Linked DNA regions of Pan troglodytes: region 1 is linked to region 2. The links are chromatin contacts, called in public HiChIP or PLAC-seq maps. All regions are on one chromosome and are shown on one strand. The core of a region is the stretch at or near the end of the contact, and the rest is flanking DNA. Distances in the headings are between cores, read along the strand shown. Region 1 holds the start of NQO1 (NAD(P)H quinone dehydrogenase 1). Region 2 holds the start of TERF2 (telomeric repeat binding factor 2).

Region 1 (7,198 bases), core at 3,087-5,586, 340 kb before region 2:
CCGTCTCGGCCTCCCAAAGTGCTGGGATTACAGGCGTGAGCCACGGCACCAGGCCTAGTCTAGTCTTTTCACGTTTTTCTGCCTGCTTTATATTCTGGCCGCACTGGCAGCTGATTAGTTGGTGCCCACCCAGATTGAGGATGGGTCCGCCCTTCCCAGTCCCACTGACTCAAATGTTCACCTCCTTTGGTAACGCCCTCACAGACACACCCAGGATCAATACTTTGCATCCTTCAATCCAATCAAGTTGACACTCATTATTAACCATCACAAGGTGTGAGCCCTGCACCCAGCAATATATTGCTTTTTATATATTTATAGAAATTCAATTGGTTCTGTTTCTCTGGAAAATCCTGATCAATATACACTCCTTCATTTTTCTTATAGCACTGAATTATGGGATAAACCAGGTTGGTTGTCCTGTAGAATGTCCCACACTGTGATTTGACTGATGTTTCCCCATGATTTTAACTTCTATCTCCTGTGTTTCCCAATCAACCCACTTGGGTTTTTGTTTTTTCTTTTTGTTTTTAGATAGGGTGTCACTCTGCTGCCTAGGTTGGAGTGCAGTGGTACAGTCACAGCTCACTATAGCGTCGACTTCCCAGGCTCAGATGATCCACCCATCTCAGCCTCCTGAGTAGCTGGATCCACAGGTGCACACCACCACACCTGGCTAATTTTTAATTTTTTTAGAGATGGCGGGGGTGGGGGGGGGTTGGGGGGGGTCTCACTATGTTGCCCAGGCTGGTCTTGAACTCCTGGGCTCAAGCGATCCCCCTGCCTTGGCCTCCCAAAGTGCTGGGATTACAGGTATGAGCCACCGCACCTGGCCCCAAACAACCCACTTTTATTTATTCTCTCAGTTTTTGCCCTTATTTAATCCCCAACTCTTACTTCAGCCTCATTAGGAACTTGAGTCTCTGGACCCCTCTACTTTTTCTCTGCCAATAAGCCCTTTCATAATGTTCGTCATCACTCCAACCACTCTACTTTTTAAAAATGGACTTTGTTGAGGAATAACATGCATACATTAAAATGCTTGTATTTAAAATATACTTTTCAGCAGATTTTAATAAATACATAACACCTGTGTAACTACCGCCACCATCAAGTCGCTCTCTTCTTCACAGCCCCCACTCTGTCTCCTCTCATCATGCTTTCCCAACCTACATCAATCCCTCAGACTCCCCCTCTCCTGGCACGCCTGGCTGCAGACCTGCAGGAGAGAACACACACGCCGACCTGCTGGAAACCTGTACATCAGTACTGCCCTCCTGAGGACCCTCGGTCTTTGTCCAGGCAGCAGTGCTCGCCCATGCTCCACAGCAGTTTTCTTTTTCTTTTTTTCTTGAGATGGAGTCTCGCTCTTGTTGCCCAGGCTGGAGTGCAGTGGCACAATCTCAGCTCACTGCAACCTCTGCCTCCTGAATTCAAGCGATTCTCGTGCCTCAGCCTCCCGAGTAGCTGGGACTGCAGGTGCCCACCACCACACCCAGCTCATGTTTTTGTATTTTTAGTGGAGACGGGGTTTCACCACATTGGCCAGGCTGGTCTCCAATTCCTGAGCTCAAGTGATCCACCCGCTTCAGTCTCCCAAAGTGCTGGGATTACAGGCCTGAGCCACTGTGCCCGGCCAGTAAGTTTCTTTTTTTCTTTTGAGACAGGATCTCCCTCTGTTGCCCAGGCTGGAGTGCAGTGGCATGATCTTGGTTCACTGCCACCTCAAATGTCTGTCTTTACAACTGTGTAGTAACAAATTTGGCCAGGAGTGGTGGCACATACCTGTAACTCCAGCACTTTGGGAGATCAAAGCGGGAGGATCACATGAGCCCAGGAGTTTGAGACCAGCTTGGGCAACATAGTGAGACCCTATCTCTACCAAAAAAATAAAAAAAAATTAGCCAGGCATGGTGGCATGCACCTGTCATCTCAGCTATTCAGGAGGCTGGGGCAGGAGGATTGCTTGACTCCAGAAGGTCGAGGCTGCAGTGAACTATCATCATGCCCCTGAGCCTCTAAATCCCAAATGATAGGAGTGTCCATCTTATTCATTGTGGGCTTCTCAGACCACTCCTGATGGTTTATGCTAATGAGATGACTTGGGATGGGCCCCTATATAGTTCATGTTAACAAGATGACTGAGGATGGGAACTGGCCATGCTGGAAACCAACGACCGAACACGACACTCGAGCTTTGTGGCTTTGAGCCCCACCTCTGGATCGGTCAGGGAGACTGGTGATTGAGAAAACAATCTCACTAGAAGAGTGAGAGAGAGAATAGTCAGCACACTGCGGCCTCGATCTGAACCAGCTCAGGTCTTTCCAAACACTAGTGACATGTGGCTATCTAAATTTAAATTAATTAAAGCCAGGCGCAGTGGCACATGCCTGTAATCCTAGCACTTTGGGAGGCCGAGGTGGGCGGATCACCTGAGGTCAGGAGTTTGAGACCAGCCTGGCTAACATGGTGAAACTCATCTCTACGAATAATACAAAAAGTGGCTGACTGTGGTGGTGCATGCCCGTAGTCCTAGCTACTCAGGAAGCTGAGGCACAAGAATTGCTTAAACCCAGGAGATGGAAATTGCAGTGAGCCAAGATCCTGCCACTGCACTCCGGCCTGGGCGACACAGTGAAACCCCACCTCAAAAAATAAATTTTTAAAAAATTAATTTAATTACAATTAAAACTTCACTTCCTCAGTCCACTGGCCACTTTTTTTTTTTTTTTTTTTTTTTAATTTCCGTTTTTTTCTTTTATTGAGTCCACCACTGCGGCCTTGAATTCCTGGGCTCAAGCGATCTTTTCGCCTCAGATCCTGAGTAGCTGGGACACAGGCGCCTGCCACCACGCCTGGCTGCTGGCCACATTTCCAGTGCTCAATAGCTACTTGAAGCTTGTGGCTACCTTACTTGGGCAGCACAGATAGGGAAAGTTCTATTGGACAGGGCTGCCTACCTAGCCCTTTTTTAAAACGTCCTTTTATACTATTTTGTCAGATGGGGTCTCACTTTGTTGCTCAGGCTTTTCTCAAACTCTTGGGCTCAAGTGATTCTCCTGCCTCAGCCTCCCAAAGTAATTCGTAAATACGTGTAAATAATATAGTCCTCTCTTGTTACATCAAAATGAATGCAAAAATGTCACGATGGGGCCGGGCACGGTGGCTCATGCCTGTAATCCCAGCACTTCGGGAGGCCGAGGCGGTAGGATCACCTGAGGTCGGGAGTTGGAAACCAGTTTTCTGGTGCCTCCTTAACTTTTGCACTGGAGGGACAACGGAAGGGCCCTGTGTCATCCTCACCTCCCCCATCTGTAATTCTTCTGATGGTTAATTACCACTTTAAAGCTCTAGTTCTTTTTCCTTCACCTACTGAGAGTATATCTCCTTCTTTACAGTAACTTTTACTTTATAGAGATTTTTTTTGAGACGGAGTCTCACTTCGTCACCCAGGCGGGAGTGCAGTGGCACGATCTCGACCCACTGCAACCTCCGCCTTCCGGGTTCAAGCGATTCTCCTGCCTCAGCCTCCCGAGTAGCTGGGACTACAGGCACCCGCCATCACGCCCGGCTAATTTTTCAGTACAGACGGGGCTTCACCAGGTTGGCCAGGCTGGTCTCGAACTCCTGACCTCAGGTGATCCACCCACCTCGGCCTCCCATATTGCTGGGATTACAGGCGTGAGCCACCGCGCCTGGTCCCGTTTTGGCTATTCTTTAATATGCTTCCCTATAACTGCTATCTCCACACCAGCCTTGCCTTAGCTCATGGGAAACAAAACCAATTAGTTCCCCCATTACCTGCCTTGAGGAGCAGGGGTGGTGCAGTGGCATGCACCCAGGGAAGTGTGTTGTATGGGCCCCCAAGTGCAGAATGTGAATCTTGCAAAGCAAGAAACAAATTCGTCTCCACGGAGCATGTCTCCCCAGGACTCTCAGCCTTCCAAATCCGCAGTCACAGTGACTCAGCAGAATCTGAGCCTAGGGCACCACAGTAATCCGCATCCGGCTCTTTTTCTGCTCCATTTCGTGCCAAGGCTAAAAGGGCATGCCCACTTGATCCCTGGACTCTCTTGGGACGACTTCCACCCTGCATCCTCTTGCACCTCAGGGCACAGTGCGCAGATGGGCTTGCCTTAGCACCCCCAGCCAGATTTTTGAGGCCTCTGTCACACACACCCCTACAATCCCCTCCCCCAGCCCCCAGAGACTTTTCTTGACTTCCACCAGTTGCTCCGGCGGGTGAGAGTGGAGAGGCCCCTCCTTCATCCCCCAGGCTCCCTCCCTTCCTGGAGCTGCAGCCTCGGCATCCTCCGCCCAGCAACCTAGGATTCAGGCGTTGGGTTCCGCCCTTGTAGGCTGTCCAACTCAAACGGGCCGGACAGGATATATAAGAGAGAATGCACCGTGCACTACACACGCGACTCCCGCAAGGTTGCAGCCGGAGCCGCCCAGCTCACCGAGAGCCTAGTTCTGGCCAGGGTCGCCCCGGCAACCACGAGCCCAGCCAATCAGCGCCCTGGACTGCACCAGAGCCATGGTCGGTGAGTGCTGCAAAGGGCGGGGTGCTTGGCGGTCGTCTCTCGAGCACCGGTGCCTGTGGAGGAGGTTGTAGGGGCTTGGCCCTGAATTTTCTTCCTTGACTCAAAACCCACAAAGGGAAGAGATTAGGGACCTGGGATGAGCCTTGATCGGACTCCGGGAGAAGGAGAGCTTCTGTTTGTATCCGGTGTCGCGGATCCTTACTCACTCCACCCCACGAACTCTAGTGGGCATTTAGGAGAAACTTGACCTTGGAAGCAGAAATTCCCTCCAAAACTGTGGTCAGAAACTGGCCGTCAGAGGCCAAATCAGGCTTACGGTCACAGCCCATACCTCTTTTGGTCTATAGTATTTAAAACACTTTGAAATAAGTTGCTAACATTAAAATGGGTGATTTCACTTAAAAATGTGGATTCCGAGCTTCTGAAGAAAATGAGAATATCTGGCGATTGGTGGACAGGAGTGGAGGAAACTGATGCCTTTAGTTTGACGGAGACCAGAACCGGCTCCAGGCTGCCAGGCACAGGTTTTGTTTTGTTTGAGACGGAGTTTTGCTCTTGTCGCCCAGGCTGTAGTGCAATGGCGCTATCTCAGCTCAGCGCAACTTCCGCCTCCCGGGTTCAAGCGATTCTCCCATCTCAGCCTCCCGAGTAGCTGGGATTACAGGAGTGCGCCATCATGCGCGGCTAATTTTTATATTTTTAGTAGAGACGGGTTTTGCCAAGTTGCCCAGCATGGTCTCGAACTCCCGACCTCAGGCGATCCACCCACCTCAGCCTCCCCAAGTGCTGAGATTACTGACGTGAGCCACCGTGCCTGGCCTTGGGAGGTATTTTCCATTGAGGCCCTTGGATTAGGCAAACCTGATCAGATCGTACTGGATCCGTTTCTAGTATTGGGTCCACTTCAGTGATAGAGCCTTCCCACTCGGCCATCGACCCTAGGGGAACTCAGAGGTCACCCCAGCTCCACCCAAGGCATAAATAACCAGCTGAGACAACTGCAGGGATTGAGAGCTGTTTCCCAAATAATCTCACTCTGAGATTGGACAGTACCAAGATTTAGAAAGCTGTTGCCTCATCTGGGGCAGAATCCTGCGTTTTGTAATTTCCTTCCCTGTGGACCTGGTCCTGCCTCTAAAAATGCACCTGTACACAAAGAAGCCCATCTTGGTCAAAGTGAGTGGAGGAACAGACTGCCCTTGCAGTTGACAAACTGAAATTATCAGGATCTCTGAGAAAGGGACTAAGCTGGGGATTGGTAGCCCAGCATGAGTTACTGGCAGAGACAGCAGGGAATAGATTCTGACAGCTGAGAGGCTTGCCGCATACACGGTGGTTGCTGTTTCCCTTGTATTTCATTCTTCAGCGTCGAGGCACTGGCACCCTCTCCTCCAATACTAGGGCAGGAACTATTTCCTGACTTTTCAATCTTACAGAATGTTCTGTATTTATGTGTAGCTTAAACACAAAAAAGGGCGGTGGTAATGAGGTGAAAAGGGAAGACTTGGATCTTGTATAATTAGTTTTAGCTGTACCCAGCTAACCAAATCTTGAGGTTAACTAAAGCATCCAGGTTTTTTGTTTGCAACTAATAGATGCATCTGATTCGCACTCATGTTCCCTGGAGCACTCAAGTGAGAAGAGAAGGCAGAAGGAGAATGCATGAAACTGATACAAAGGCTTATCTTTATCATACTTCTTTTTTTCTTTTTGAGACAGGGTCTTGCTTTGTTGCCCAGGCTGGAGTGCAGTGGCATGATCAGGGCTCACTTCAGCCTTGACCTCCTGGGCTCAAGTGATTGTCCCATCTTTGCCCCCTGAGTAGCTGGGACTACAGGTGTGTGCCACCACACCCAGCTAATTTTTTTGGTCAGAGCAGAAGAACTTGAAACCCAGCTAATTAAAAAAAAAAAAATTTTGGCTGGGAGTGGTGGCTCACTCCTGTAATCCCAGCACTTTTGGGAGGCTGAGGCGGGAGGACTGCTTGAGGCCAGGAGTTCAAGACCAAGATTCAGCTCAAATGGCAAGCCTCTGAGGGCCTTTCCGAATGGGCCAGCCCTGAGGTCCTGAAGTTTTCCTCTGTTGAACTTTTTGAGATGGAGTCTCACTCACTCTGTTGCCCAGGCTGTAGTGCAGTGGCGTGATCTTGGCTCATTGCAATCTCCACTTCCCAGGTTCAAACGATTCTTGTGCTGCAGCCTCCCAAGTAGCTGGGATTACAGGCGCCCACCACCACGCCCAGCTAATTGTGTATTTTTAGAGACGGGGTTTCACCATGTTGGCCAGGCTGGTCTCTAGCTCCTGACCTCAAGTGATCCACCCGCCTCGGTCTCCCAAAGTGCTACGATTACAGGCATGAGCCACCACACCCAGCCTTCTGTTGAACTTTGTCCCTTACCTCTCCTAACACACTAATGCCATTGTACCCTGAAGAGGTTATCCGTATGTGCATCTTGTGGCCTCTCTCAGGGTAAACTCTAATAGTCTAACTCCTCCCAGGTCATGTTGCTCAGCTAGTTAAGTGGCAGGAAGGGAAAATGAACCCTCCAGGGCCCAGAAAACTTTTAAATTGCCTATTCACAACCATCTTTTTGTTTGTTTGTTTGAGACAGAGGCTTGCTCAGTTCATTGCAACCTCCGCCTCCTGGATTCA
Region 2 (6,423 bases), core at 209-2,708:
GGGCACAGTGGCTCACGCCTGTAATCCCAGCACTTTGGGAGACCGAGGCGGGCGGATCACGAGGTCAGGAGATGGAGACCGTCCTGGCTAACACGGTGAAACCCCGTCTCTACTAAAAATACAAAAAATTAGCTGGGCATGGTAGTGGGCGCCTGTAGTCCCAGCCACTCGGGAGGCTGAGGCAGGAGAATGGCGTGAACCCAGAGGCGGAGCTTGCAGTGAGCTGAGATCGTGCCACTGCACTCCAGCCTGGACGACAGAACGAGATTCCATCTCAAGAAAAAAAAAGAAAAAAAAGAAAAGCAGTTATGATCACCAAAGATCAGTCAGACCTAGAGGCCTCTTCTCTCATCCCGGAACGTGTACCTCGTAGAACTTTTGGCTTTCCAGGATACTATACATATTAAGGTCCTGATATTAATGCACAGGTCCAGCATGGGATTCACATCCTCAAGGACTTGGCCACCTGCACTTCTGAGTTGTCTTTGAGTGGCCCCAAACTGGATCTTTGCAGGTTCCAGACTAGTGGGGCTGGTAGGACAATCTTTGAAGCTAGACCAGTTACTGGGCCTCTCAGGAAGAGGCACCCACAACCACCATCCTGAACTAAGGTCTGAGCTGGAGGTTCTCCATTTGGTCAAGTGCCAGTTGGTGAATTCCAAGAGTATCAGAGATATCTGAAAGTGACTCAGACCCTCTATGGGACTATGGGTGGTCCTTTTGCTTATTTTTCTAATTGTTCTACAACAAAATGTGTTATTTTTGTGATTACAAAGAGTATATGTCTAGAGGCTGGGTTGCCAGGTGCATTCTATTTATTGGTATCACACTGGTCTTTGCTTTATAATTACAGTATTTGTTAAAATACAAATTTGTTTAAAGACTTTCCTCTGTGTATGCTCTCTTCCACAATTTTCAAAGTGTTTAATAAGGTGCACATATTTGGTTTTCTTTTTTTTCTTTTCTTTTTTTTGAGACGGAGTTTCGCTCTTGTTGCCCAGGCTAGAGTGCAATAGCGCGATCTCGGCTCACCGCAACCTCCGCTCCCGGGTTCAAGCGAGTCTCCTGCCTCAGCATCCCGAGTAGCTAGGATTACAGGCATGCGCCACCACGTCCGGCTAATTTTGTATTTTTAGTAGAGATGGGGTTTCTCCATGTTGGTCAGGCTGGTCTCGAACTCCCGACCTCAGGTGATCCACCCGCCTCAGCCTCCCAAAGTGCTGGGATTACAGGCGTTGAGCCACCGATCCCGGCCTGTTTTTCAGTCTCTAATACACTGTTCCGCGTCCCTAGCATAGTAGCTGTTTTCTGTAAATTCGGAGCGAAGTTGACTGCAAACCCCGCCGGGTTCACCGGCCTGGGCGGCGTGGACTTCAAGCCCCAGGAGGCATTGCGGCCGGCACATCGGGAACTACGGCGTCTGAGAAGGGGGCCGGGCCCTCCGGTCCTTTCCCTCCCAGAAGCCCGCGGGCGGCTCGGAACGCTGTTTCTATCATGGCCGCGGGAGCCGGGACGGCGGGCCCCGCTTCCGGCCCGGGCGTCGTGCGTGACCCAGCGGCGTCACAGCCGAGGAAGCGGCCCGGCCGGGAGGGCGGGGAGGGCGCGCGGCGATCGGACACGATGGCGGGAGGAGGCGGGAGTAGCGACGGCAGCGGGCGGGCAGCTGGCAGGCGGGCGTCCCGCAGTAGCGGGCGGGCCCGGCGGGGGCGCCACGAGCCGGGGCTGGGGGGCCCGGCGGAGCGCGGCGCGGGGGAGGCACGGCTGGAAGAGGCAGTCAATCGCTGGGTGCTCAAGTTCTACTTCCACGAGGCGCTGCGGGCCTTTCGGGGTAGCCGGTACGGGGACTTCAGACAGATCCGGGACATCATGCAGGGTGAGGGCCGGGCCGGGGGAAGGGGGTTGGAGCGCTGGGGAAGGGGGTCCGGGGGACCGGGAGTCGGGACTGGGGGTCGCCCAGCCAACGATGTCTTCTCTCCCAGCTTTGCTTGTCAGGCCCTTGGGGAAGGAGCATACCGTGTCCCGATTGCTGCGGGTTATGCAGTGTCTGTCGCGCATTGAAGAAGGGGAAAATTTAGGTATGGCTATTTTTGTGTTCTTCTCTGGGCTTACTTGCGTAGGGTTTTGTTTTAAAACTTATATCTAGAACTGAAGGATTCCAGGTTAAAGTGCGATAGTTTCCATCAGAGTGGTCTTTTTCATTCTACGGTGGGTCTGTTTTCTGGCTCGACTGGCTCTAGTTTTCTCCGGTTAAGGTTGTCTTGGCTGCTTTTCTGTGTTTTTTAAAAATCTTCTCCCACCTGTTAATTGCTCACCCCAACTTTGCTCCTATCTGAAGTGAGTTATGTTCATATGGACATCTTTTTTCCCCCATGGTAGAGAGTTTTTCAGAGTGGAAGTACTCTGACATTTTTCCCCTCTGAATTTAACTTGAAAGCTATTTAGCTGTTGTCAGTTTCTTGCCACTCGTATCTGAGGAGGATGGGTATATTCTGAATTTGAGAGGCAAATGCATGTATTTAAAAATAATTTTTTTGCCTGTCTTGACAGGTGTTAAAAAATGGTCACGTTAAATTCATTGATTTGAATTTGGACCCTTATCGTGTATGTCAACCTGTAGCAAATATGTCAAAAAATTAAATGCAAATCTTACCATATTTGCATGCTCCATTTCCATAAATATATATATATAACTTTTGGACATAACTTTTTTACCCTTAGAAAAGAGCTTAAAATGAAAACTGTGCTTTGTCCTAGACTGTTCCTTTGATATGGAGGCTGAGCTCACACCACTGGAATCAGCTATCAATGTGCTGGAGATGATTAAAACGGAATTTACACTGACAGAAGCAGTGGTCGAATCCAGTAGAAAACTGGTCAAGGAAGCTGTAAGGCTCTATTTTTATATCTTTTTTCTTTGACCAAAAATCAAGGGTCTTTGAGGATACAGCACTTACTCTTTACTGTGTGGGGCAGAGGAAAACAGCAATGGGGAGAGATTGAGCAAGCAAGAAAGCGCACACACAGACGTTATCTCTTCAGGTGTCTCCTTTCCCACCCAGGCTTGGGAAGTAACGGCAGTTGCTCAGTTTTTGTGATTTGGGTGGTCTTCCTTGTGGCTTTGGCATTGAAGCTCTGACATTTTGGAGGTTACTGCACCATTCGGGAGCACTCTACAAGGGCCTTAAGTAACTCTGGCCTAGGGTTTGGTCACCCTTGTTTATAATAAACCAAGGAGATAAACTGGGGCTTTGGAAAATGTGGTACTGACTTTGAGTTCTTTCTGTCTGCAGAAAGAGGGGCATAGAGAATATCCCTTTTGAACAGATAGATTAGAATCAGAGGTGCTGGGATAATGAGCCAGCTAGCAAAATAGTAATGGTAGAAGAATGATAGAAATCCGGCACAGGCAGTGTTCTTGAATTGAAGAAGAAAGCTAATGGAGTGTCTAGGAATTTGGGATTGTCACTGTGTTGTGGCTCAGGTAGCTTCAAACAGTAGAAATTATTTTAATTTAAAACATAGAAGTGGCTGTGGGAACCAGTTAGAAAAAGATTTTTCTTCCCCCAAAACCAAGGCTGGGGGGTGTGGAAGCAGATGCAGAGGTGAAGATGGAAAACATCAGCTAAGCATTGCCCTGGTGGTAGAAAATAGGGAAATGGTTAAGAAAAGAGCACCCCTAAAAGGATGGGATCCCAAAGATGGGGGTGGGGTAGAAAGAAAAACCTTGCTTCGCAAGGAAAACCTGTCTCTCGGCTGTGTACATTGTACTTGGGTACCCTATTAAAAAACAACTAGTGTGCATGAGGTGCACATATTTTATTTATTTAATTAAGGACCTTGGGCAGATACTACTTTTGGTCTTGTAAAAAAATGCTTAAATATTAGTCATTTCCAAGGAAGAATAATTTCAAGAGTACATTTTTAGTATAGGAAAATCAGGTTTAGGTTGAGGGGAGGCATATGCCAGAAAAGACATTATCAAGGGAGGAGAAATTCATGCCTACTTTCAGAACTGTTAAGGATCTTTTGAATGGGTACCAGTTTAGAATAATTCATTTAACTTCTATTAAGTACACATTGAGTATCCCTTATCCAAAATACTTGGGAACAGAAGCATTTTGGATTTCAGATTTTGGAATATTTGCATTAAATTTAGTTTGAGCATCCCAAATCCAAAAATCTGAAATCCCAAATGCCCTCAAATCTGAAACTTTTTGAGTGCCAACATGGCACTCAAAGGAAATGCTCATTGGAGCATTTCAGATTTTGGATTTTCAGATTTAGGATGCTCAACCTGTAGCAACTCCTTTAGAACACAAGGCTATAGATTTGCCATCTGGCCCCTCTTCTGGAAGAGTCTTTGTGGGCTTTCATCTTTCAGCTGCGTATTTATTATTATTATTTAGGCTCGTAGAGCTCCTTATTTGGGTGGTTCATTAGGAAAAATCTATTAGAAAAATCTAAGCTCTCAAAGTAGCCATTTTCTTACGTTGACTCTGTTCTGCTTTTCCAGTCTCCACCAGGTACTAGATCTTATGCTTATTGTTACTGCAGTGTAACAAGTTACTCCAAGAATAAGCAGCTCAAAACAGTTAATATTATCTTTCAATTTCCGAGGATCAGGAGTCTATTAGTGATTCTGGCTCAGGGTTTCTCATGAGGTTACAGTCAAGCTGTCAGCTAGGTTTGCAGTCATTTCAAGACTCAACTGCTTCCCTACTCACATAGTTGTTAACAAGACTCACTTTCCTACTGGCTGTTGGCTGGACACTTCAGCTCCTGGCCTCTTCACAGATAAGGCTGCTTGCAACATGGCAGCTTTGTTTTCCTACAGCAAATCATGCAAGAGAGCAAGAACCCAAGGCAGAAGTCTCATTCTTGTATAGTCTAATCTTGGAAGTGACACATTATCACTTCCGCCATATGCTCTTGGCCATACAGACTAGACTCACTCTGGTAGAGTGTGAATGGGACTCCGCAAGAGGTGAGGTGCATTGGGGGCTGCCTTTGAGGTTGGCAACCACAATTACCTTGATCTCCTAGTTGTTAAATGATATTATTTCATCCATCTCTTCAATTTACTTTGTAAAAGTTTCTCATTTACAGTCACGGAATCTGTTAATGATCGGGAAAATTCTACAGACGCCTAGGTTCAGTGAGCCTTGTTCATGCATTTAAGCTTTGTAAAGTGCCAAAACAATTTATTTAAAAGTATATTGAATCTTTCGGAAAGTTTATCAAGTAAGTTATTTGTTAAGTTAGAACCCTCAGTGCATGGTCTAGGGATCTCTGGAGGTCCCCAGGACCCTTTCAGAGAAGCCATGAGGTCAAAACTGTTTTCATAAGCAAAACCAAAACATTATTTGACTTTTTCAATGCATTGGCATTTGCATTGATGGTACAAAAGCAAGGATGAGTAAAATGGGTGATTCCTTAGCGTGATCAAGATGGTAGTAATTGTACTAGTAGTCATTGTATTCTTCACTGCCACAATTTTTTTTAAAACTACCAATTTTAATTAAGAATGTTAGTCACAGTTGTTTAAAAGCCCAGAACTCCCATTAAAAAAAAATTTAAAAAAGAATGTCTTTGGTAAAGCAGCAAAAACTGGATGAATTTTATTAACTCTAGAGCCTTGAGTAAACATCTTTTCAGGATTTTGTGTGTTGAAATAGAAAGTATGGGCCAGGTGCAGTAGTTCATACCTGTAATCCTAGCACTTTGGGAGGCTGACGTGAGTGGATCGCTTGAGCCTAGGAGTTCCAGACCAGCCTGGGTAACATAGTGAAACCCTGTCTCTACAAAAATACAAAAAATTAGCTGGGTGTGGTGGTGTGCACCTGTGGTGTCAGCTACTTGGGAGGCTGAGGCAGAAGGATCACCTGAGCCTGGGAGGTGGAGGTTGCAGTAAGCTGATATCATACCTCTGTACTCGAGCCTGGACGACAGAGTGAAGACCCTGTCAAAAAAGAAAAAAAAAAGAGGAAGTATGACTGAAATGTTTCTGCTGCATACCAAAACATGATGGTTACCAGGAAAAGCACTTGTGTTATTATTAGAGTTGCATGCTGAACTAGCTGCTTTTTTATGGAATACTATTTTACCTGAAAGAACAACTGACAAATTACAGTTGTTCACACTTGGGTATTTGGCAGTCATTTTCTTGAGAATGAGTAAAGCAAACCTGTCACATAAAACAAGTGACAGTATTTGTTGCCAGTGATAAAGTTTAAGCTTTCTAGTGAAAAACAGAATTTTGGAAAACTTGTATTCATGTGCTTGATGGCTTCCCAATACTTAGTCTTTTCTGAAGATTGGTAATATTAACAACTGACATTTAAAAAATATTTTTTAGGCTGGGCGCGGTGGCTCACGCCTGTAATCCCAGCACTTTGGGAGGCCAAGGCAGGTAGATCACCTGAG

The links. HiChIP or PLAC-seq counts read pairs in DNA pulled down with a chosen protein or histone mark.
Region 1: a contact with region 2 is called in an H3K4me3 HiChIP or PLAC-seq map of stem cell-derived excitatory neurons, with 3 times the contacts expected there. The contact joins the promoter of NQO1 here to the promoter of TERF2 in region 2. A contact is called at or near these places in 2 of 7 Hi-C or Micro-C datasets (induced pluripotent stem cells and stem cell-derived neural progenitor cells) and 1 of 1 datasets of contacts at active chromatin or transcription factors (stem cell-derived excitatory neurons).

What each region holds. Positions count from the first base shown.
Region 1 is chr18:67,775,555-67,782,752 of NHGRI_mPanTro3-v2.0_pri, reverse strand. It overlaps NQO1 (NAD(P)H quinone dehydrogenase 1), which reads left to right and starts at 4,336. Exons shown (of 6, transcript XM_016930090.3): 1 at 4,336-4,545. The coding sequence starts at 4,539.
Region 2 is chr18:67,429,729-67,436,151 of NHGRI_mPanTro3-v2.0_pri, reverse strand. TERF2 (telomeric repeat binding factor 2) reads left to right here and starts at 1,458. Exons shown (of 10, transcript XM_016930077.3): 1 at 1,458-1,873; 2 at 1,980-2,075; 3 at 2,755-2,885. The coding sequence starts at 1,495.